4 separate regions of the Mus musculus genome follow, and regions 2, 3 and 4 are each linked to region 1. The links are chromatin contacts, called in public HiChIP or PLAC-seq maps. All regions are on one chromosome and are shown on one strand. Each heading gives the region's core, a stretch centred on a gene start, on an enhancer-like site or on the middle of the called end of the contact. The rest is flanking DNA. Distances are from core to core; before and after follow the strand shown. Region 1 holds the start of Card19 (caspase recruitment domain family, member 19). Region 2 holds the start of Fam120aos (family with sequence similarity 120A, opposite strand). Region 3 has its middle 47 kb from the start of Fam120aos. Region 4 overlaps Bicd2 (BICD cargo adaptor 2).

Evidence for each region. HiChIP or PLAC-seq counts read pairs in DNA pulled down with a chosen protein or histone mark.
Region 2: an H3K4me3 HiChIP or PLAC-seq map of embryonic stem cells shows a contact between it and region 1, with 16 read pairs. The contact joins the promoter of Fam120aos here to the promoter of Card19 in region 1. A contact is called at or near these places in 11 of 39 promoter capture datasets (the C10 cell line, the HPC-7 cell line, cranial neural crest and 8 more), 3 of 484 Hi-C or Micro-C datasets (CD4 T cells, cardiomyocytes and myocytes), 10 of 115 datasets of contacts at active chromatin or transcription factors (the 230-238 cell line, acute myeloid leukemia, bone marrow-derived macrophages and 6 more) and 4 of 9 other capture datasets (adipose tissue, liver, macrophages and 1 more).
Region 3: an H3K4me3 HiChIP or PLAC-seq map of embryonic stem cells shows a contact between it and region 1, with 2.1 times the contacts expected there. The contact joins the enhancer-like site here to the promoter of Card19 in region 1. A contact is called at or near these places in 1 of 39 promoter capture datasets (embryonic stem cells), 4 of 115 datasets of contacts at active chromatin or transcription factors (embryonic stem cells, kidney and stem cell-derived neural progenitor cells) and 3 of 9 other capture datasets (adipose tissue, liver and pancreatic islet).
Region 4: an H3K27ac HiChIP or PLAC-seq map of microglia shows a contact between it and region 1, with 5 times the contacts expected there. The contact joins the enhancer-like site here to the promoter of Card19 in region 1. A contact is called at or near these places in 8 of 39 promoter capture datasets (the C10 cell line, the HPC-7 cell line, cranial neural crest and 3 more), 28 of 484 Hi-C or Micro-C datasets (B cells, the C10 cell line, CD4 T cells and 17 more), 10 of 115 datasets of contacts at active chromatin or transcription factors (the HPC-7 cell line, bone marrow-derived macrophages, embryonic midbrain and 5 more) and 3 of 9 other capture datasets (adipose tissue, liver and macrophages).

Annotation. Positions count from the first base shown.
Region 1 is chr13:49,213,787-49,219,762 of GRCm38.p6, reverse strand. Card19 (caspase recruitment domain family, member 19) reads left to right here and starts at 3,737. Exons shown (of 6, transcript NM_026738.2): 1 at 3,737-3,826. The coding sequence starts at 3,820.
Region 2 is chr13:48,964,564-48,970,539 of GRCm38.p6, reverse strand. It overlaps Fam120aos (family with sequence similarity 120A, opposite strand), which reads right to left and starts at 2,428. Exons shown (of 2, transcript NR_015601.1): 1 at 1,936-2,428; 2 at 635-1,602. Fam120a (family with sequence similarity 120, member A) reads left to right here and starts at 2,480. Exons shown (of 18, transcript NM_001033268.3): 1 at 2,480-3,185. The coding sequence starts at 2,712.
Region 3 is chr13:49,012,161-49,018,136 of GRCm38.p6, reverse strand. No RefSeq gene overlaps it. Among named protein-coding and RNA genes, the nearest start is that of Fam120aos, 47 kb to the right of the region's middle. Within about 2 kb of position 2,561, at least 145 of the 459 cell types and tissues checked have an H3K27ac peak or open chromatin away from gene starts, as enhancers often do. A contact at or near this core is called in adipose tissue, embryonic stem cells, kidney and 2 more, where this site is marked.
Region 4 is chr13:49,360,092-49,366,067 of GRCm38.p6, reverse strand. All of the region lies in intron 1 of Bicd2 (BICD cargo adaptor 2), which reads right to left. Among named protein-coding and RNA genes, the nearest start is that of Bicd2, 22 kb to the right of the region's middle. Within about 2 kb of position 3,102, at least 88 of the 459 cell types and tissues checked have an H3K27ac peak or open chromatin away from gene starts, as enhancers often do. A contact at or near this core is called in the P5424 cell line, adipose tissue, cardiomyocytes and 8 more, where this site is marked.

The DNA of each region.
Region 1 (5,976 bases), core at 2,488-4,987:
GGAAAAGACAGGAACCACTGGAGAAACAGGAAGGACATAACCCCCAGGTAGCAGTCCACCTTACAGTCATAGCTCCTGTGGCTGCCATGTAAAGTGCAGCTGTGGGGACAGGAGAGGAAAAGAAGCCAGTGAGGAAGTAGCTGCCACCATCCAGGTTAGAAATGAAACGGCGACCACAGAGGTGGGAAATGGGCTGGATATCTGGAAGAGAGAGCTAACAGATGAGGAAGGGGCACGGAAGGGGCTAGGTATAAGGAGGGGGTGGTGAAAAGTGGGGCTGGCTTCACTTTTCTGGTACAAATTACCCTAAAGAGAATGAGCGTCTCTGTGCAACTTTTAAAGTTTCTTGCTCTCATACAGCAGACTCTCCTCAAAATCACTCTTCCTGCCCCAGCTCTCCGAGTTCTGGGATCATGCTTATTTTCTGATATTTGTCATGGTTACAGAATGGGACTGCCAGGATGAGATCTTGACACTGACTCTTGCTTGACCAAACTTTAGTTGGGTTCCTAGGCTAACTACATCTCCTTGTTAAGTTTAGATTGAACAAACGCCCCCCTGTGTGAGATTACCACCCTCCCTCTATATAGGATGGAGTTCCTCCTCCACACTGTCTTCCTATGCGTCTGACCACCTTGGCCTGCCCTCAGCAAGACTACGGGAGGTCACCGTCTCAGCCTGCTTTCTCTGGCTGTAACTGTTTACCGCAGATGAGATAGCTGGTGTTCATGTCTGGGTAGCTTAGTTTACATATTGGGAGCATGGAGCCAGTGTCTTCAAGACATCTGACAAGGGTCTTTCTGCTGGACAGCTCAGTGGAGGACATAGTGAGAAGCAGTAAGCTTTCCTTCATTACAAAGCCATTCCTCATACCCCACTAATCCCCTAATCCATTAGTTCACAGATGGATGAATCCATTGGTGAGGGCAGAGCCTTAATCACCTCCTGTCAGTCTAACCTGGTCACACCTCATTTGTGGATTAAACCGAATGTGTTTGAGCCGTGAAACTCAAACCCTCACAGTTAGGCTAGCCAGAATCTCCCTTACACTTTGTGTGTTTGTGTGTGTGCATACTTGAGTGTGCACAAGATGTGGCTGGTGCGTGTAGAGACCAGAATTTGCAGTTCGGATTTTTATATGGGTACGGTGGATTTGAACTCAGTTCTTCAAGACTTGTGGAGCAGGCAGACTTATCTCCCCAGTCCCATCACTCTAGATGTTGCCTTCCTTTTTATTTTGTGATACAGTCTCATCTCTCCCAGCTAACCTTAAACAATGTAGCCAAGGAAAACTTTGAATTTCTCCTCTACCTGCCTCTGCCTCCTGAATACTTGGATCACAGGTTTGTGCTGCCATGACTAGTTTATTTGGTGTTGGAGTTCTATCTAACCCAGAGCTTCATATACGTTAGGCGAGCAAGTAAGCACTCCACCAACTAAGTCTCTCAGTTTTGTATCTGCCAGGCCTCCACACACCTATTCCTTGGCTATAAACCCCATACTGCTTTTACTATATTCAAAATAGAGCCAGGTTATCTTCTGAGCCTAGCTTTTATTCTTTCCCTTTACTACAATGGTCATAAGTACTGGTCCAACAGGCTGTGACTTCTGACCAGCTCAATTGTCTATGCCAGTGAAGGCTCCCAGCTGCTTTGCAGGAGGTGGGGTCCAACATCAGCTGGCCTTTCCACATTCAAATGTCAACAGGTCCTGCCAGCAGGCAAGCAGCAACCTGTGCCCCTTAGGGAAGAGGAGGAATACCCAGGGCCTATCCCTAGATCTGGGGTCTACCTTGCATCTCTTGTAGATCCTGGAGTGGACATTGGGTGTGTTTTGTAGCCCCGTGTGTCCCTGTAGCTGTCCTGTCTCAGACTAAGGTCTTCTCTCCCTGCAGGCTTGAGGTAGGGGGAAGGGGACTCCTATATGGTCTAGGATGTAGAATCTCTGTGAACTTGAGTGTTGTCCTTGGATCAAATGTTGCACAGACTCTGGAGTGCCAAGAAGCAGGTAGCCTGCAGTTGGGAGGCTACCTCAGACTGCTAAAGGGGGTGAGGGCCTCAGTTTCTCTCATGGGACCAAGTAAGGTCCTCAGGTTCAGAGGAAGATACAAAGGTGGAATGCTGGCCTTCCTGATGAGGAGTCTGGCAAGGGATGCCTAAAAATGCATGATTCAGGAAGTCCTCAGTCTCACCCCACTGCTAGAACACAGTGATGGGTGTGCAATAATTGGAGCCCTTCAGAATGGTCCCAATGGGGTCTGTGCAGGGTTCCTGCAAGATGTAGCCCTTGGATCTAGCCCAGACTGGCCCAGGCACACATGTAGGTCAGGTACATAGTACCTATACCCTGCTCTGGAACAAAGTCTGTCCATGCTGTCTGTCCCCTCTGCAGGCACAGATTAGTGCTGAGGACAGCTGCCTGCTGACTCTGCATTTGCCTGGCCGGTGGGGAACCTGAGCAAACCTCGCTTTCTGCAGTTTTTAGCAAGGGGCAGGAATGTATTGATCAATACCACTGGGTCCAAGAGTTTGGAGCTCTAAGTGACCTTGTAAGTCAATCTCCAGATTCCTTTCGAGCCTCTCACTCCCAAGATGAGAGGTTGCAGCACTGGGGAGGACAGAGACAGACACGGAGGGCTCAGGGACCCAGGGGGTTCCTGGACTGTCCGGGAAGTGCATCCAGACCTGGGGCCTCCATTCCTGGTCTTGGTCCTGGTCTGGTTCCAATATCTCAAGTTACAGCTCTAAAGTGTGCCAGACTAGCCGCACCAGCGGAGAAGCAAAATCTGGTGCCTGCTGCCATTGCTGGCTGTGAGGGTCCTGCCTCCCCGACCCTCGCAGATCTCCATTTCCTAGCTGGGCCTGGGCTTGGGGCCTTCCTGTGGTTGGTACCAGAGCTTGAAGAGCCAGGCCTATGTACAACAGAAGGGAAACAAGTTGGGAGGCAGAAAGATTTATCACCTGAGGCCACACATTTTACAGTTAGGAAAATTGAGGCTCGGTCAGACTACATGACTTCCTTAACTAGGCGGCAATGCCAGCCATTTGTCCTCTGTGTAAATGGGGGACTTGGTAGAACGAGGACCCACTAAGTTCTCTGTTAAGTCTCAATTCATCACTGTCCGGTCGAGGCCCTGTGGACTTCCGTTCGGTCCCTGGTTGCCAATGAACTCCCACCAGCCTTTTATGCCAGACTTGACCTCCTATGTGACCTTGGGTAATTCTCGTCTCTTTTAAGACTCGGTTTCTTCATCCAGGAGATGGGAGTGGGGTGGCCAGAGCGTAGCAGCAGAAAATTGAACTGAGAAGTTCACAATAACCTCCTAACCTCCGCAAAAAGCAGGCACAAGACCGGGAGGAGGGGCAGGGCATAGGCGAAGGGACGCCGACCCGGGTAGCTATTGGAGAGGCTGTGAATGGGGCGAGCCTTGAGCCGGGACGTGGCTTGAGTTCTCTGGTCCAGACAAGGACTTGGGTACTGAGTTTCTCCGCTAGGTCACTTATGCTAGCTGGAGCGGGACTCCCGGCGTCGCTACAGGAGAAGCTCCTCAGGGGCCGAGCTCTCTGCTGCGCGTAGTATAGAGTTAGGGAAGTTGTTTAGAGCCCGAGCCGCCCCACGGCTGACGCGTCTCCAGTGCGAAGTACAGAAAGGGGCGTGGCTAATCGGAGGGAGGGGCTTGGGGGCTAAGATGTCGTCGCTGGGCGGGACCTATAGGGAAGAGGCGGGGCTTAGGGCCAGGCCTGCGGGCGGCGGTCACCGGAGCCCTCGCGCCGGGCGGCGGACAGCCGAGGACGACGGGGCGGCGCCGTGTCCTCCGCCATGACAGGTGGGCGCGGGTCCAGGAGGGCGACGGGAGCCGTGTGACCTTGGCGTCAGCTGGCGCCGGCGACGCGGGCGTAAGAGGCGCGCGGCGGCGGGGTGTCCCGGGCTCTGCGCGACGGGCCGGGGGCGCCAGGGGTCTCGGGTGCTGAGTGGGGGGCCGTCGCGGGTCGAGGAGGAAGAGCAGCAGGTGAGCGCTCTCCCGGTGCACTGCACCGGCTGCGCCTGCGGAACGGGCGGTGTCCCGGGACGGGATGGATCTGAGAGAGGGAAATGGTGCTCCTCGCCAGTCTGCTGAGACTTTAGAGCGCCGCTTGCACACAACCCCCTTGGAGGCGGGACCGGCGCTGCAAACCTGGGTAGCTTGTAGTACCAGGGAGACGCCCGTGTTTCCCGCTCTAGATGGGTCTAGAGAATTCGGACCCAACAACTGGATCCCTCTTCTCCAGGATGGCTTGGTTGCCCCAGCCCAACCCTTTTGCTCTGGGGACTCACCCACTTTATTCCTGATCCCAGAGGGACACAGTGACATTGCTGTGCTAAGTTCTCTCGGTAAAAGATCCGATGAGAGGATGAGTCAGCGAGGGACCCCTGCTGCCTTAGAGCCTAGGGAACGTGATAGCTACCAGATGCACTTTTTTTCTGGGAGTCTCTTGTACTTCATATGGCAGAGTTCACCTGGGATAGCCCAGAGAGATGAGGTAACCCCAGAAATCCCAGGGGTCTCTAAACTGGAGTCAGCGTTGGGCATGCACAAAAATAAGACCTCATAGGTTGCAACCTGGTGACTTCTAGAACAGGTTAGAGGAGACCCCATCTTCCAGGCCCTTCTTGTTTGGAGCTGCAATTTCTGAGCATTATGTGTAGAGCCCCTAATATACACTCTTGTTCAGAATAGCCATTTGGGGGCAGAAGGAATATTCTCATGTCTGTGTAGGAATGGGAAGATAAAATCTCAGGTTGGGTAAGTGCCCCCAGACCACCCTGCTGGTCAGTGGTAGGAGCAGAATGGGAGCCTTGGCCTCAGCCTCTGGTTTCCCAGATCCTCTAGTAAGTTCATCAGGATGTGTGGGACAGATCTCGCCTGTGCTGGCCTCCAAGGGCCCATTGTAGAGACAGGATACCCATGGAAAATGAGACATCCCACCTCCAGGAGAACAGGTAGTTGTGGGGGTGGAGAACTTTTAGCTGGAAGGACACAGGCAGGCCTTGATTGTGGCAATAATACGCTTTCCTCTCTGCAGTCTACTTGCTGGCGCTTTGACACTTCTAAGCATCCCACCTTTTTCTAGTGGGAGATGGAGACTGAAAAGCAGAAGTCTGAGAGGGTTGGATGGGCAGCCCTGGGGCGACAGATCCCTTGTTCATTCTTGGCTCAGTGCCCTGGTGCACCAGCTGAGGGTCTGCCATACACATTAGTCTTTGTTGCCTCTGAGTGTGAGTGTGAGTGTGTGTGTGTGTGTGTGTGTGTGAGAGAGAGAGAGAGAGAGAGAGAGAGAGAGAAAGTGTGTGTGTTTGGTGGTGATAGATACTGAGAGTTGTGTCTTCACAGAATAGGCAGTATAGTATGGAGCGAGTGATCTAAGCCAAACCAAGTACTATGACAAGAACTTATGGGAGTGGTTCAGAGGGGAGTCGATGCTCAAGTTCTGGACCCCAGGAGAATTGTGAATTCTTGGAAGGGGGCTAAATAAACTGGGCATAAATCAATCACATCTTCCCAGCCTGCTGCATGGGTCCTGGCTCTAGTGAGCTGCAGACAGAAGGCTCTGGGACCCTAGGAGCAGAGTAAGGGCAGGTGGGACCAGCTGCTTCAGGGTCCCAAATGCCAGAGTGAGGACTTAGGTCTGGGCTGCTGAAGTTGAAGATGAGGTGACAGAGCCAAGTTTCTGGTACGAGCTGGCAGGGAGGGAAGTTACAGGGAAAGGCTCATGGATTCTGCACAGAATGATCTCTTCTTTATCTAGTAAAGGCATTCCTGGCCTTGTTTACCGGAGCCTGGTATCCAGGCAGAGCCTTGCCCGAGTCTCCATTATACCCAGTGGCTGCCTCTATGTGGTTGCATGAACAGCTTATAAAAGCCACAGGAAGCACAGGAAGTACACTGCCCTAAAGCTGCTGCTGGCTTAGCCCTGGGCTGGGCCACCCAAGGCAGGT
Region 2 (5,976 bases), core at 1,179-3,678, 250 kb after region 1:
CAAACCAAAAAAAGGGCAACATTTTCCTGCTTTAAGCTGTAAGTAAATTAGCCGATGGGAAACAAGTTGAAATGCTGAGAGTAAACTCCCGCCCCCCCCCCCCCCCCGCCCCCGCCTGCTTAAGTTCTGTGCTCTGTGGCTGGCTGGCTCTCTCTATTAATCTAGTAGTCATAATCCTTTTTTTTTTTTTGGAGGCAGTCGGGGAGACAGGGTCTCTCTGTCTCTCTGTGTAGCACTGGTGACCTGGAACTCATTAGGTACAGAAGATTGTCCTTCAATTCACCCAGGTCCACCTGCCTCTGCATCCTGAGTTCTGGAATTAAAAGGGTGAGAATTCTTGGAAGTCTATGGTCATGCAGTATTATTCATTTATTTTTCCCCTCAGTAGTGTGGTAATCACTTCATGAAAAGTTTCTCTAATACAGCCCTAAATGGAGAAAAAAAAGTCCCTAATCATATTGTATTCCCAAGCAGACTCTAAGATTTAGTATTTTTCAAATAGGATTTAGATATTTAGAAAATTTAAACATCACTCAACTCCTGAATTTTCTTTATAGCGTTGTTAGCCAAACAATTTCCCAATCATTAATAAGTTTGGAGGGCATACACAGTTAAACAGGGAAAGCAAGCATGATGAAATTTTGAGGGCTTTTATTATGAAAATGAATTTTAAAGTTCTCAAAATTCCAAAGCACAGTCTATACAATCACAGAGTACAGAAGTGACTACAAAAGCTGGCATTGCTAACATCTGTATAACAACCTGGGAGGCCACAGAAAGCCAAGGCTCTCTTAAGGAGAGTGATACTTTCTTTTAGAAGGATCACCATCCTACGGTCTTAAAATAAAATGTATGCTTAATTCCAAAATCATGGGTGCTAGCACAAAAGCTTTCTCCCCTCTCCCTTTTTAAAATAAATAAATAAAAGCAGTAATGTTTAAAAGAAATAAAAAACAGGCCAGGCAGTCAGGATGGCAAAGGGCTAGCCCAAGCAGGCCAGCAAACAAGAAACCACAACAAAAATAAACACAAACCTAAACAAGTGAATGAAATATATATGGAATGTAATCTTGTTAAGAAAATACAAGTGATTCATGTGCAATCTTGTATACTAGCTGTGAATTACATAAAACTTGATTATTTTGGGGGATGTTATTATTTAGTGAGGCTTTAAGTGTAATCTTAATTTCTAAATGACATGGAATTACTTACTCTGGGATTAAGTTTTCTACTCAGCTAGGCGGACTAGTGGCCTCATCACTAATTTTATACATAAGTGGCATAACGTATCGGGTTTAAAAAAATTAAGGAAAATCCATCAAGGCCCTAAGCGCATTTCATCTGTCTACATCACAGGAGCCTGTGTTTGAGATTGGTGGAAGAATGGGGTGTTATGATCACAGTTCATTGTATACACGCATGAAACTGTCAAAGAATAAAAATAGTCTTTAAAAGAAAAAAAAATTAAAAGAAACTATAGAATTCAGTTTGCCTATTCTCGAAGACTCTGATGGGGGGCTTTGAGTCTGCATGAACTTGGTGTTCTGTGCGATGGATGGGTCACTCCTGTGTCCAGTGCACCCCGCTCCAGCAGCGGCTTGTCTAGAAAAAGAACAGATGAAAAATTGAAGGTAAGCAAAAAAACAAAACAAAACAAACAAAAAAAACCGCTCCTTTTTCTTGGGGGAAGGGGGAGCGGGAGGCGGGTTTCATGTAGCCCAGGCTGGCTTCCAATTGGATGGAATGACCTTGAACTTCTCTGATCCTCTACTCTCCACTTCAGAATGCTGGGATTACGGCCTAAGCAACACGCGGGAATCGAACCCTGGGCGATCGAAGATCCCAGACAAGCACTGTGCCAACTGAGCTACGTGCCCAGGTCCCCAGCGGACAGCTTCTCCTTCAGAACGTTTGGTCCTGGCTCAGCATACGTACCGTCGGCGCCTGGGTTTAGCCGGACCCTCGCAGCCCGAGCCCCTGGAGGCAGCGCACGTCCGCTCGTCTCCGGAGGGCGGCGCACGCCGGGGAGGCTTGCCCCTCTCGGGGAGTCTCCTCAGCCGGGTCCCGACACCAGGCCGTGAAGCCGCCGTCCCGTCCCGGGAGCGACGCCATCTTGTCGCCGCCGTCCTCCTCCGCGGCTCGCGCTCCCGGGCTCCAGGCTCCCCCTAACCCCGCCGCGCGACACACGCGGCGGAGGAGGAGCGCTGGCTGCCGGCCACGCCTACCGGGCCCGCAGCCGCGAGCGGGGCGGAGCCAGCCTCGGAGGCCGCGGCCTCCGGGCGCGGCCTGCACGGGCCCAGGCGCCTCCCCGAACCCGCCCGGCTGCGGCCCCCTAAAGGGCCCGACAAGCCGAGTAGCGCTCCGCCTTCTCCGCCCCGCCGCCGCCGCCCCGGGAGCCCGGCCGCGGCCCCGGCGCCGCCTCTTCCGCCTCCCGCGTCCGCGCGGGCGGGCCCGACGTCAGCGCCGCCCCGCCCGGCCCAGCTTCGGCCTCGGCCTCGCAGAGCGCGGCGGCGGCGCAGGTCCCTCCCCAGACATGGCCCTGGGAGGCGGCAGCACATGGCGGCCGCGGCGGCCGTGAGCGCGCCCCCGGCCAGCCCCAGCCAGCCCTGAGGCTGCCCGCGCCCGCCGGCCGCGCCACGGCCCTGCCGCCCCCAGCCCCGCCGCCGCCGGCCCCGCCGCCGCCCGCGCGCGCGCGCCCCGCCGCCGCCGCCATGGGCGTGCAGGGCTTCCAGGACTACATCGAGAAGCACTGTCCGAGCGCCGTGGTGCCGGTGGAGCTGCAGAAGCTGGCCCGGGGCAGCCTGGTGGGCGGCGGGCGGCAGCGGCCCCCGCAGACCCCGCTGCGCCTGCTGGTGGATGCCGACAACTGCCTGCATCGCCTGTACGGTGGCTTCTACACCGACTGGGTGAGCGGCGGCCAGTGGAACCACATGCTCGGCTACCTGGCGGCTCTGGCCAAGGCCTGCTTCGGAGGCAACATCGAGCTCTTCGTCTTCTTCAATGGCGCGCTCGAGAAGGCCCGGCTGCACGAGTGGGTCAAGCGGCAGGGCAACGAGCGCCAGACAGCGCAGCAGATCGTCAGCCATGTCCAGAACAAGGGCACGCCACCGCCCAAGGTCTGGTTCCTGCCTCCGGTCTGTATGGCCCACTGCATCCGCCTGGCGCTCATCCGCTTCCACGTCAAGGTGCGGCTGCAGCCGGTTCGCCGGGGTCTCCCAGGGCTGGGGCTGGGGTCTCTTTGGGCCTGAGTCAGGATCGGGCCTGGTGCCCTTTGGACCGATTCCCTTCGGGTTTGGGTCAGGGTTGGGGTCTGGGGTCACTTGGACAGGAGTCACAGTTGGGCTACAGGCCTCTTCGCGCTTCGGGCTGGGCCTGGGATTGCTTGGGTAGCGATCAGAGTTGAGTCTGAGGTTCCTTGGCCCAGGGGTTTGGGGCTTGGCCTAGGGTCTTTTTGGGCTTGGATTTGGGTTGGACTTGGGAGGTCTCTTAGGTCACTGTCAGCGCTGAACTAGTTCCGGGAAGCCCAGCCTAGCCCAGAGTGAGTCCTGGGTGCCCCTGCCCGTGGAAGGCCTCAGCAGGCTTCAGTGTCTCTCAGGGCCCCTCTCGGGACATAGCGTGTCACCATGCCCAGGCTTGATGCAAGCTAGGCAGAGGGGCCCTAGAGCAAGATGGATGCCCGGGCCTTTAGGCCTGGTGTGGTTGAAGTCTACCCACCACATTCCTCCCTACTCTCTGGCCTCTGTGGGCCCATAGACTTGTTCATATGACACTTGAGGCTGGTGGATAGACCCTCACCCAAAGTGGGATCGGTGGTGTCGTCTCCCACATCCTCAGTCTTTCTCCTCCCCTGAGAGGCCGACAGGCTACCCACTGGCCTTATCCTTAAGCATATACCCATCTGTCGAAATTAACCCACTCTTTCCCAGCAACAGGTTTATCTTGGAAGTCTGGAGAATAAATAATGAGAGTATATTGCCAGGACCTTAGGCACAGGAAGCTGAAAACAGAGCCTCCAAAGCTGTGGGAGAGGAAGGAACCTTGTTATAAACCAGGGCTGATCTCTTAATTCTCAAGGCAGATGCCCTGCTCTTCTACCTTTGAAAATGAGATGTTTGGAGAAATTGTCTATGGTAACGTTTTGGTTTTAGATTTCATGGTACTGTGAATTTGATGAGATGGGCTCTTGTCAGTTCTCTGAGTTTTAAAGTGGTTCAGTTCTGTATGTCTACTATGAAGGTAGCAATTAGGACCAGGAAGAAGAATTTGGGGGTCGTTTGGCATAGGCAGGAGCTTGTGAGAGCTGTTTTTCTGCTGCACAGGAAGTGTTGAGTGACCTTCACTAGCCCTGATTGGTGGGTAAGGAGGGAGAGCTCCACATGTTAGCCCTCTGCTGTCCCGTTGGCAGAAGGTTCTGCAGCCAGAATTGGGCCAGAGAACTTAAGGGCTCCGAGGTTGATTGAGAGCCGAGCACCTAACTGATCCTCAACTTTGAATAGCTTTGCATTTTCATGATTTTTTTTTTAAACACTTCTTTGGGGAGGGGTGAGGCTGTTTGAGTTTTTAAGACTTGCTACTGTCTTCCAACTTGCTCTTTTCTTTGGAAACTGAGCTTGAGTTACAACTTTTAGCATGTCTCCCTCTTCCTGACCATCCCTGCTGGCAGTGGTGATGGTGGTAGTTAAGCCTAAAATGATTGCGGAAGTCCCACCCAGGGTCCTGTTGCAATTGGTGAAGTTGTGTTTAAGTGTGTGGGTGGGGGTGGCTGGATGCCTGGTGATTGGCCCAGGAATATGGCAGATACACAGCCTGACATTTCTTAGGGAGTTCGTGTGAGAGGCAGTGTGTGCCTCTCACTTTTTCTCTGTAGCCTGGGGCTCTCAGAGGGGGAAAGCAAAGCTGTTGCTCTGTGATCTACCTCTAGTGGACAGCCTGGAAATGGACCTGCTTTAGTGTTGCTTAGTGATGGGAAGTAACATCTAAGACACAAAAAGAGTTTTATTTTACCTGCTTTTGCTAACTGCACAGGGCTGTATTTTTAGTCAGCAGAGACATTCAATAAAAGATTGAATATTACTTCAGATTAGAGTCTCCTCTGTCTGTCCTTGTCTCTATATCTGTTGTGTGTGTGTGCACTCCTGAGACAGTGTTGCCTTTCCTGCCTGCTCTGTCTCTCAGCCTTCTCTAGTCTTTGTAGATGCAATTCTAGCAATCCTGGCTGTCCACTTTCTCAACTCTGAGGAGAGGTGAAAAAGATAGTTTGCTGGAGGCAGGAGCTCCATTAATAGCAAAAGGTGGCACCAGAGAGAAGATGTGAAGCTGTAAAAAGCAGAGACAGAATTCTGGGAACTATTTTAAAACAAGAGAGCAGTCCTGTGTACTTCAGCATCCCTGAGGGTAGTGCAGTATCACAAGGGTGATTTGCGGGCCTGGGCGATGGCTTTGTGGTTAGGGCACATGCTTTTGCAGAGGGCCCACATGATTCCCAGCACCCACGTGGTGGCTCCTGATCATCTAATACTCCAGCTCCAGGGCATCTGAAGCCCTCCTCTGACTTCCACAGCACCAGACGGGAAAGTGGCACAGGTGCATACAAGCAAGCAGAACATTCTCACACATTAAACTAAAGATAGTGTTTAAAGTAATGATTGTGTATGTTTTAAAAAGGATGATTTTGGAGTCATAAAAATTATCTTCGGTGGTCTCTGTTTAAGAAAGTGTATGTTTCAATGTGTGTGTCTGTGTGTTGGATTTTTAAATGTTTTCTGGAGGCTCACAGATACTTAACCAGTGATGCACTATCACTATCTTCCAGAATGGGCGAGCAGCTGGAATTGGGTGGTCCTTATTTTATTTATAATGTTTCTGGGTGTTCTGCCTGCATTATGTCTGTGCACCTCTTTTGTGCCTGGTGCCTTGAAAGGTCAGAATAAGACGTTGGATTTCCTGGAATCGGAGTTACAGATTGTTGTGAGCTAC
Region 3 (5,976 bases), core at 1,312-3,811, 200 kb after region 1:
TGTGCATGCGGGAATCAAACTCAAGCATTTGGTGAAGTGACACCATAACCAAGAAAACTCATAAAATGAAGCATTTAATTGGGGATTACTTACAGTGTCATAGGCTTAGTCCGTGACCATCATACACTTGCTGCAGGGAGCAGGGCAGCAGACAGGCAGGCATGGAACTGGAGCAGTAACTGAGACCCTATATTCAGATCCACAGGCAGCAGGCAGAGAGTGAGCCAGATTGGACAAGGTGTGGGTTTTTGAAACCTCAAAGCCCCTCCTACTCCCAGTGACACACCATCTCCAAAAAGGCCATTACCCCTAATCCTTCCCAAACAGTTCCACCAAGTGGGGATCAAATATACGAACATCTGAGCCTATGGAGGACATTCTCATTCGAATCACCACAGGAAGGAAGTACCCCACACTGAAAGACACCCCAGACCATATGTGGTGGTTCAAATATGCTTGGCCCAGGGAGTGGCACTATTTGGAAGTGTGGCCTTATTGGAATAGGTGTGGCCTTGCTGGAGAAAGCATCTTACTGTGGGGGTGAGCAATGAGACCCTCCTCCTACTCATGTGGGAGCCAGTCTTCTCCTAGCAGCCTTCAGTTGAAGATGTAGAACTTTTGGCCCCTCCTACACCATGCCTGCCTAGATGCTGCCATGCTCCCACCTTGAAGATAAGGGACTAAGCCTCTAAACCTATAAGCCAGCCCCAATTAAATGTTATGCTTACAAGAGTTGCATTGGTCATGGTGTCTGTTCATAGCTGTAAAACCCTAACTAAGACGGTATAGTAAAAAGAAATCTTATTTATAGACATTATGTTTTCAGGCCAATTATAGATCCTCAAACTTTTTTTTTTTCTGGTGGGAGAAAAAAAATAATTCTATGCTTAAAGTATATAAATTAGGGGCTGGAGAGATGGCTCTGCGGTTAAGAGCACTGACTGCTCTTCCAGAGGTCCTGAGTTCAAATCCCAGGAACCACATGGTGGCTCACAACCACCCGTAATGAAATCTGATGCCCTCTTCTGGTGTGTCTGAAGACAGCTACAGTGTACTTACATATAATAATAAATAAATCATTTATTTAAAAAGTATAAAAATTAGCTGAGAAATTAGCTAAGCATGTTCATGCTTTTAATCCCAGCTCTCAGGAGGCACAGGTAGCCAGATTTCTGTGAGTTCAGGGCTACATAGTGAGACTGTCTCAAAAAAAAAAAAAAAAAAAAAAAAGGAAAAGAAGAAAGGATAATATTAAAGATAGGTTAATTTAAAAGATAGGTTTTTAGAGTTGAACTAAATGATTATTCATTTTAATGTATACAAGAAGACTCATTCATGAGTTAGCCTCTGCTCCCTTTCTTATTTGTTGCCCCAAATGCAAGCTGTGTAGCTGACACGTGACTTCACAGTTGGTGGCACTTGGAAAAATAAGCCAAGCCTGCTGAGCGATCCAGGCATGACAGCTTCAAGCTGTAAACCATGTATATCCCAGACACAAGAGAACCAGGGCTGCCTCAGGCTCTGAGCTTGCTGACTGAGAGGCCCTCAAGGGTGGTGGGCAGGGAGGGGACTCATGGGTTGAGGCTGCGGGCATCACTAATGCAGCGGCTGGCGTATCCCCAGAAGCGGGGGCAGGGCAGGCACCAAGACTAAGCTGGCCTGGAAACTGGCCCACCAGATGGAAAGCGCGCGTCACACCGCGCCTCTCCCGGACTAAAGGCTCTTTATTCACAAGACAGCCTGGCACTAGGAACACCGTATTCATTTTCTTGTAGCTGCCCCGTCACACGTGCCAAGAGAGAATTCATGTCTCACAGCACGCAGACTGCCATGTCTTCGTGTTTAATTTTCTTCCAAATTCCCTCGCCTCCTGTATCTGGACAGCCAGGAGAGCCCCTGGAGGCGATGCTTTAAGAACGTGCACTTGACAGAGAGACACATTTCCCCTTCGCGTATGAAGGTAGAGTGCTTTGCGTCCTTCCTCTTCAAAGCGGAGATCCATTTCTACAGTGTGCTGTGCCAGCAAAAGCCGCGCTTTTAATACAACGAAATCCCTCCCTCCCCCCCAAAAGCACTCTGAGCTCTGGAAAAAGGAATGATTCTACCACCAGTGAGCCACACAGGCACCGTGTGTTTCACACAGAAGGCTCCAAGGCCTGCAGCACAAATACCACCTCCTTGAGCGTTTCCAGTTAAGGACTCGAACAACTCGAACCCTACGGGCCTCAGCTGCAAAAAAAAAAAAAAAAAAAAAAAAGCAACTGTCTGGGCTGGAGATACAGTTCACCAGTTAGGATGCTTTGCTGTTCTTGTAGTTCTGGGTTTGGGTCCCTGGCATCCACATCTGTAACACACAGCCAATGAACACAAGCACGCACGGAGCCCAGACACAGAGGAACACGTACGTACACAAACAAAAGAATTATTAAAATGACCAACAACATGTGGATGAACAGTGAGAAGATTTCAAGCAGAATAATTTGCATGTAGCTCACAGCTGCTACGTGCAGTACGGTCTGCGGGAAGCCCGGTCCATCCCAGGCAGTGGAACCTCCTGGTGGTGGAGTTTAGAGGGAGAAAGTTAGGTCGTTGAGGGGCGGGCCTTTGAAGGGGATGTTGAGACACTCCTGCACCTCCCCCACTCTCTCCTCAGCTGCCAGAAGGTGAACAGGCCTCCTCTGTGTTACCGGCTAGAGGTCTCGATCAGGTTCATTTTCTATACCAGTTAAAAAACTAGCCGGAAGGAAAAGTGTTAGCGTTTTGTCTAAGCTCCGCCCCACAGTTATCTGGCAACAGCCAGGTGTGCCTGACTCACTATAAAAGGGGCTGCTTGCCCTCTCCTCTCTTTCTTGCTCATGTCTTCTTGCTCCCACTCTGTCCTTTCCCCTTTCCCCTCTCTCCATTCTCTTACCTACCCTTTCTCTCCACGTGCTCATGGCCCGCCTCTTCTCCTCTCCTCCCCTCCCTTCTCCTTCCTTCCTTCCTTCCTTCTCCTCTCCTCCCCTCTCCTCTTTTCTCTTCTCTCTCTCTCTCTCTCTCTCTCTCTCCCCCTCCCTCTCTCCCTCCCTCCCCTTCCCCTCCCTGTCTCTCTCCGTCTGTCTGTCTTTCTCTGTCTCTACTACCCTCTCAACTCCCCTCCCCATGCCCTGAATAAACTCTATACTATACCTTGGTGTGGCTGGTCCCTCAGGGGGAAGGGATGCCTCAGCATGGGTCTGCAGAGGCACCCCCTTCCCCCACACCTGACTACACCTCTCCAAAACATATTCCTTCTCTCTTTATCTTTTTATAAACACAATAGAAAGACCTCAAGTGCAGCAGGTAGCAATGGGGGAAACCTCGGGCACAGCAGAAAGAAGAGGCTCTGCAAAGCGGGGGTGGGGGGTGGGGGTGGGGGCTAGCTTGGGAAGCAGAAGTCCAGTGTCCCGGTGAGGGCTGTGCTTTTCAGGGTCTTCCCTCCCAATTTGGGGTTGGACAAAGACAGGGAGGCTGATAGGCCCACCAGTTTAGGGTAAACACATCCTGGTCTAGCCTTGGACTTGTCAGACCAGTCCACATGGTGGATGGGCAGGGGGCCCTACTAGCAGGGAAAAGCTCTCCAGGCCTTTGTTTGAATCTGCCAGGCTCTTGCCATAGGTCAGGAAGTTGAAGAAGGAGCCTGCCATATTGGAAGCCCACTGTTTTTATTAACTAGTCATGGCCTCTTTTCCTGTCTGTCTGTCTGTCAGGGAATCTGCCTAACTCCAGGGTCTTCAGCCTTCACACATGTCCAAAACCAGCAAAGCCAATCGACTATGAACTGAATCCCTAAAACCACAGGCCCAAATTATCTTTTTTAAGTTCTTTAACCCATGCATTTTTTTGTCACAGCAACAGGAAGTTAACACGCTATTCCCAAAGAGTTAGGTGAACATAAGAAATACTTTTACTTACTTCATTTTAAATTTTTTGATAAAATTTGTAAACCCATAATTTTTAAAAGCCTGGCACACCCCTAAATACAAGAAAAGAGACTGAAAACTTAATGCACAACATAATCAGGTTTCTCAAAATACAAAGAGAAGATGTGAAACATCCCCCCCCACCCCCCCCATGAGAGTTCAAGCCCGCAGGAGCATTCACAACCACAGACTTTCCAAAGACAAAATGTAAGCAAGCAGGGAAGGGACAGCAGCTCAAGCAGCGAAGGGTTACACTGTCAACGCAGGAGTCAACGCTGAGAGCAAGTGTTGTTCAGGAACCAAGGGGTGAGCCTGCTCTGGTGGCACAGGTATGTGACCCCAGTGGACAGGAGGGTGACCCCAGCGGACAGGAGGACCAGGTGTTCCAGACCAGCCTGGGCTATACAGTGAGTCTTCTCTGGAAAGCAAGGACTGAGGCTGGTTGGAGTTCATTGAGAGTATTTGCCCAGCCCCAAACTGGATCCTCCGGCACTCTAAGAAACAGAATAACAAAAGAACAAAGGTAGGACTTCCTGTTTCGGGTCACCACTCTTTACTAACAAGTAGTGGGGAAAGTAGTTTCTTTTGTATCCACTTCAATGGAGGTTGCAAGGCAAGTGAGTATGGGAGAGGGCAGACACAGCACACAGGAGCTAAGGCTCGTCATCACATTGGAATGGCCACCTGTAAGGAAACCAGACAGTCACTGGCTTTCTGGAATGTGTCACTGTGGGTGAGTTGAGAATGGCAGCTTTGTGGACCCACACTTGAAGCCATCTCCCTGCTGGGACACTGTAGTGTCTCATTGTAAATCTCAGAAGGGGGAAAAATCCTCAAGCAGAAAAGAGGAAGGGAGCCATTGAAAACTATGGCAGGGTCTGTTCTTAACAAGCTAGGCTCAGGAGCCACTCTAAACCACATGGTGGCTTGCCAAGAATAGAGGCCGCTCATGAAACTGTCTTTGCTACAATTATACTGATCGTCATGGAACAAAAGAAATCCTTTTATACAAAGAAGTTAAAAAAATATTTTTTTTCAAATTCCTGTGGTTTGATTTAGAAATAACACATTCTGTTTCTTTGTTTCATATATATCAGAGCAAAACTGGTAACTAATACAATGTTTTGACGTTTGTTTTAGGATGTTTTAATACAAATATCCAGGGACGAGTTCTTTAATTGAGTACATCTGAGAAACAGGCTGTTCAGCCATGCATTTGGACTGTCTGTCAGTGCTGGAGAAGTCTGGGCAAAAGGCCCTTCAGTAAGTGGTCCTCCAGGGATGCTGCTGAGGGATGAAGCTGGGGACTCTGGGTCTCTGCCCTGGGAGCATCAGCCTGGACTTGGCACCTCAGGTGAGACAGTTGAGGGAGGAAGCTAGAGCTGAGAATTCTCCTTCCCCAGGCCAGGATCAGGGCTGGCAAGATGGCTCTCAAGAGAAGGAGCCTCCTGGGGGCACTGCACCCAGATATGCATGCAAGCAAAACAGCCATAGACATATAATAAAAATAAATCTTTTTTTTAATACCACTTGCTTTCTATCCCTCTGAAGACCAACTGCCCCTGTGCCTATTAACCTAGAGAGACTCATTAACGACATGGCCTCTGCTCAGCTGATCCATTCCTGGCATGTGATGAGACTACCAAGGAGCCACAATGGGGATCCAACCTAAGATGTCTATCAATTAATGACAATATTGTTTACACATAGTAAAATACTTCTCAGCCATTAAAAATAAGAGAAGTTGCTGGGCTTGACTTTCAGGGCAGCCAGGACTGTGTACAGAAACTTCTCAAAAAACAAAGCTGGGCATAGTGGCCTCATCTATGTGAGTTCAAGGCAAACCTGATCTACCTAGTTCCAGGACAGCCAGAGGTTTGTTTAGTGAGAACCCTCAACCTCCTTCTCTCCCCGCCCCCACCCCCAAAGAGAGAATTCTGTCATTTGTGACAACGTGGATGAATCTGAAGAACAAATCACATTAGGTAAAATAAGGCAAGCCCAGGAAGACAAGTATGATCCAATCTTACTTATC
Region 4 (5,976 bases), core at 1,853-4,352, 150 kb before region 1:
AAGAATAAGGCTACAGTTTTAAATCCCCAAAGCTGCATACAGACTAGGTGTGATAGTGTATGTACCTGTAATCCCAGCTCTCCATTGTTTTAAAATACAGGGCCTGAGAAATTGCTCTACAGGCAAAAGCATTTGCCATTCAAGCCTATTAACCTGAATTCAGCCCTCAGATACCATATAAATAAGGTTGCAACGAGAATCAATTCTACAAAGTTGTCCTCTAATATGCTGTAACATGTGCACATGCACACACACGGATGATAAATTTTTTATAAAAAAACTAAATATGGTAATTCATATAATGAAGTACTATACCCAACAAAAAAGAAGGAACACATACTTACATGAAAACTTATACTGAACACCCCAATGCATGAAGCTCACTGAAGTTGTCTAAGGCAACTGCATGGATGTTCCTGAAGTGCTACACCCCTCACCTGCAAAGTGTGAACCTATAAGACACAGCCCATCCCTGTGGCCACCAAGCCCAGCTTACAGGCTCTGTGTGAGGCTGGGGGTCAGAGAGGTGTAGATACCTGTTGGGGCACACTTCTTCTGATCTTTTCAGACGCCACTGCATACAATCCTATACAACCTTTCAACTCCATCTTAAATCCTGCAATACCCAGGATCATCTTCCTGTTCTATGGGTTGTAGGCTCCCTTCTGTCCTCCCTTGAAAAAATGCTCTCTGGAAAGGTGTTCCTGACCTGCAGGTTGGTGGGGGACAGCTGTGGTTGTGTTTGTAGATTTCCCTGGCTCATCCCTCGGGCCTCCCAGGTGGCACCACAGAAGATGGGAGCCTTTGCCACCCTAGTATCAAGAACCAGCCCCTGAACAGCAGATATAGCCTCTAACCTGCCCCTTCTACAAGCTGCTTCAAGGAAAGAAGAGGACAAAGAAGCAGCCTAGCTCTCCTCCAGTCTTGACCACAGAATGGTAGATGCTGTGTTTTGAGGAGGAGCAATGCTCTGGTGATGTACTCAACACAGGCTCCTGACCTACCTCCTGCCTACTGCTCTCAAGTTGCCCAGGTTCAGCAAGACCCAACAGGGCCAGAAAAGCTGGAGCATGAGGTCATGGCCAGCCAGGCGCCTACAAGAGGAACACGGCCCATGTTTGCTTCTGGCCAACACATAGCCCCCTGGGATGCTGGCTTCAAGGTCAGCCACACCCATGTAGCTATGGTGCAATCCTCTGTGCCTACAAGGAACCAGGCCAATCATGACTTCAGCAGCTGGATCATCCTTAGCTAAGATGGGAGAAGAGAAGCTCTGGGTAGGAAGAGAAATCATAGCAGCCCTAAGGGGCAAATTTCAAAACCAAGCATGGTGTGCCTCAGGTGCTCAGCATGAGCAATGGTATGGGGGGCTAATAGTTAGGGGTGAGGAAGACAAAAAGCCCAGTCAGGAAGGGCAGCTGAAACTATATCCCTGGAAGGAGGCTGGGGCAGGTGAGGCAGCAAGGGACAGTCTTGTGTCTATGACAAGGGCTTAATGCCTGCTATCCACAGAATCTACCAGATGACTGAAGCCATAAAACAGGAATGCCCTAAGCATTAGACCATTTCATGGTGCCATGGGGTAGGGTTGGGGGTGGGGTTGCACAAGCACCTACTTTGCACACAAAAACTGAGGCAAGACAGAGCTTAGTGCTTTACCACAGGTGCTTGGTCTGGTTGCATTGTAGGATGGTATAACACTGAGGGAGGGCTGATGGGACAGGGCTTTGGGGTCACATCTAAAACATGTGTCTATCCTGAAAGCCAGACAGCATAGCAAGAGAGAACAGACCCTGGGTACATGTGGGAGCACACAAACCCACCTGTGCTCACTACTACCATCTCAGGAAGGACAAAGAACATCATTTGCTGCTCAGTTGATCTACCTCTGAAATATGCTACAACACTGCAAACTGGGGACCATGTTGGGCACAGATGAGTGTCCCTCAGCTTCCTCACCTATAACCTGGGTTAGTAATGCCTCCAGCCTGAGGTCATACCTGAGTTAAGAATACCTTTTAGTCTAAGCTTGCTGCTGAGAGGATTTAGAATCGAGAGTTCCCTCATCAGAGATGAAGCAGCCTCTCTGTCCCTTGAGCCCCACTCAGTCCTCAATAACAGAAGCCTTCAAACACAAATTCAGGGAATCATTCTGCCTTTCCTGGTCGCCCAAATGGAAACATAATGTCTGACTCAAGACAAAGAACTCATGCCCGGACCACTGCCTGCACACTGAGTGCTCCCCAGCCACTGCCTGCATGCTGGGTGCTCCCCAGACCACTGTCGGCACTCAGAGTGCTCCCTGGACCACTGTCTGCATGCTGAGTGCTCCCGGGCTCCCAATCCCAAGGATACAGAATGAGGGCAGCACAGTGCAGGCCAGGAGTCAGACCAGCCCATGACAGTTGCTCAGGTTCTCAACACAGAGAACAGAAGCTGAGAATCAATGTGAGGAGCAACAGAGATATGGCCTGGCAGGCACGTCCTATGATTTTAAAAACATAAGGATCTCTGTGGCCCTTACTATGGCATGCCTCCAGAAGTTTCAAGACACTGAAGGTCATCTAATAGGCTGGTACCAATAAAATTTTATTGCAACATCAAGTTGTTTCCCAAAGAAAGGGTTTGCTGAAACCCAAACTAGGCAGCAGTCCCATCCTCCCATGGCCAGGACACCTGTAAAGTTTCCCACTGTACCAACAACCCTGACCAACTCTCAAGCATTCCTTCCCATGATTTGTTGTAGAAAATCTAAGTTTATCCAGGCAAGGATACATCCCCAATCCTGTGCTTGGTACAGAATGGGAAACAGGCAGCTGGTCAGAACTTTGTTAGAAAACTAGGCTACAAGGCTAATTCCTAAGGCTGGGTGTGAGGATGTCCAGCCCTGTGCTGAGAGAACATGGGTACCAAGCCAAGGTTATCCACGACTAGCCTACTAATGAAAAGGATGAGAACTTAGAGGATCAGCCCAAATTAGTGCCTACTCCTCTTCAGTTTTCCTCACACTTGGCCAGGTTCTATGGAACCCACAAGGTTCCTGCTCTACAGTCACCCAGAAGGGCAGCTTGGCTCCCTGCCAATGCCTACTGATCTTTTCTTCACCAACAAAGGAAAGCCCCAACTACTCAGCACTATCCAGAGAGTAATGTGAACATCTCACTGTGAGAGCTACTCATCTGTGCAAGCAGTACAGACTGACCCTTCAAACAGAACACACGGAGGGCCTGAGAAGAGGTGTAACCAGAACTGAACTCAAGCCCTCTCCCCTGACACACACTATCCACGGGGGCCTGGGTCCCTGGAGAAGGCCTATGCTAACAAGTCAGGGAAGAGTCCTCCAGGCAGGGCTATCCCACAGAATTCTGACTAAACCAGTTTGATCATATGATGCAGCAGGCACAACGCTTGACAACCCAGGGGAGCTGGCGGCCTCTACAATCTAATGAGACGAAGGCTTGTTCCAGGAAGCAGATTCCACAACAAAGCCATGATCCTCCAACCCTTTGTCTGGGCTGATCCAGCACCGCCTACCCACAGACTGTGGGTTCCACACTTGTCCCAAAAGGGCCACCACGCCTGCATCGGGCTAGGCTTGGAATCCCAGGAATCCCTAAGCTGGACCAGCTGCCCATCCTGGCACGCCTGCTGGGCAGGGCCCCTTCTACCACCTGCTGAAATGGGGATGCTGTTTGGTTCTTGGTGAGGGCTACAAAAGCAAAGAAGGTATGCCTCTCATCTGCCCCCACCCCCACTCGGAACGAATGGGGACACAAGGGCAGTCCCACCACAGCACCCATCTTTCTATTTAGGCTTGTTAAAAATGCCTACAGGCTGGTACATGCATTCTATCAACCTTTACCATGCCTGGCCTCTCATGGGTACCAACGGTGAAACGTGTACAGTATCGGGATCCCTAGGGCACAGCTGGTCAAAGACACTGACAGACTGAAGGATTCACCACCCACTCACATATACAAGCCAGTGGGCTACTACAAAGAGGAATCCAATGTCTTAAACACCTGGAGAAGAGCTGAGGTGGACAGGAAAAACCCACATGGGCCTGAGAAGTGCCATTAGGATCGGCCTGTGAGCCTGGCTCCATCCTGTGCAGCTCTATGTGGCCGCTCAGAGTCAAGATTACCAGGATTCCACAGGACACCAAATGGCATCAAAGCTTATTAAATTCAAGATGGTGCTCTGGATATTAAGCTGACAGAAATGCAAGCTCAACACCATTCATTTAGAGCTAAAGAACTTACAGCATTAAGAGATTAAATCTATAATCAACAGTTGATTAAACCTATGTTGACTGGAAGAGGCTAGTATACACCATGTAAAATTGTCAAGTAGGTAGATGGACCATCAGGGACCTCTCCAGCAGGACGGACATAATCTTCTTCCCAAACAGCCGTTTGTAAGGAAAACTATCAGAAAGAGTGATCTGAAATAGGAAGACACTGCTAGCACGTTTGTGTGCTGCAGAACAAAATACAGTTTTCATGTTTTTTATAAATCTAAAACGTCTGAAAAATAAATGCACCAGAAAACTGACTACGCCAGCATGTACCCAAACATACAAAAATTGAAAAATAATCTCTTAAATTAGTCTGTACTAGAAAAGGCATACAGGACCAAACAACAGGAAACAGTAAATAAAAAATAGAAACATCTTATCAACACTCAGAATGGCTGGCTGTCCAGCAGGACTGTGCAGGGGAAGGGCTGCCACTAAAAATAAACACTAATGATAAAAAGAGCTGCTCCCTGACTCTGAACAAAGTAGCAAGCCAAAGCCTCACTCGGCAGAGATGGACACAGAAAACAAAACACAAAGCAACCATGTTAGCTTAGTGTTGAAGACTACTGTGTGGTTAGTCTGACAATGTGCAACCCAAACTCAGGAGCTGATCACTGACTGGTCAGTGACAACTGCAGCCACTTGAGAGTTGAGTTCCCACATACATGGCTCCACCTCCCTTCCTTAGGTAAGCCACACAGCAGGACTTGGGCCCGGGACTCCCTGGGCTCCACTCAAATGGGGCACTGACAGGATTGCAACAGATCTTCCCTCCCAAATAGCAGGTGCTCAGTAACCACGCTGATCACAGAAGTCACAGCTCAGCAAACCCAATGCACAGAGTCTGCTTTATGAACTATTCAGTCCCAGAAGAACATGCCCTGAACTCAAATGTGGGATAAGCAAAGTGTGAATTCAGTGTGTGCTAAGAAACAAGACAGGCCAAGAAGCTACACGTCAGAAGGTGGAGTATCGACTGCCACGCATAAACTAATTACTTAAAGGAATTGAAAAAGGGATTCCCCGGAATGAATTAAAAGATAAATAAATTTTAAAAAATCATCAAAGTAGATTGTACAGTTAGGAATATATAATTTTAAAAATTACACTTATAACCTTTACCTCAAAGTACATACTCCACAGATGCCAGTTTGAGTAAAAATGACATTTATTCAGTAAAAATTATAAACACGGTAACAAGAAAGGCTAAGGATTAGTAAAGGAAGATTATCTCTCAATATCATGCAAAGTTCTTTTCATATAGTCACCATAGGTACAGCACCTTGGATCCTTTGATGATTTCTTAAGACTGTGAAGAAATTTATCTAGAAAATTCTGCAACCAAAATCTCCCTGTCCATTAATTATTTTTTTATTTGTTTTTGTTTTATGGAGTCAGGGTGTCCTGTATCCCAGACTGGCTTTGCAGGACTCTGGATTTCCTGATCCTCCTGTTCCCACCTCCTGGCTCCTGGGTGCTGCACACTAATCCTGACTGATGTGGAACTGAAGATGGAACTAGGGTTTTGTGCACTACAGAAGCATTCTACCAACTGGGCTACAACCTCAGGAGCCACACGTGCCACACATTGTAAAGATATGGCCCATCTATGAACACCCATCTTTTGGATTCAGTGAGACTGAACTCAGTGATTTTTTTTTTGGGGGGGGGGGATA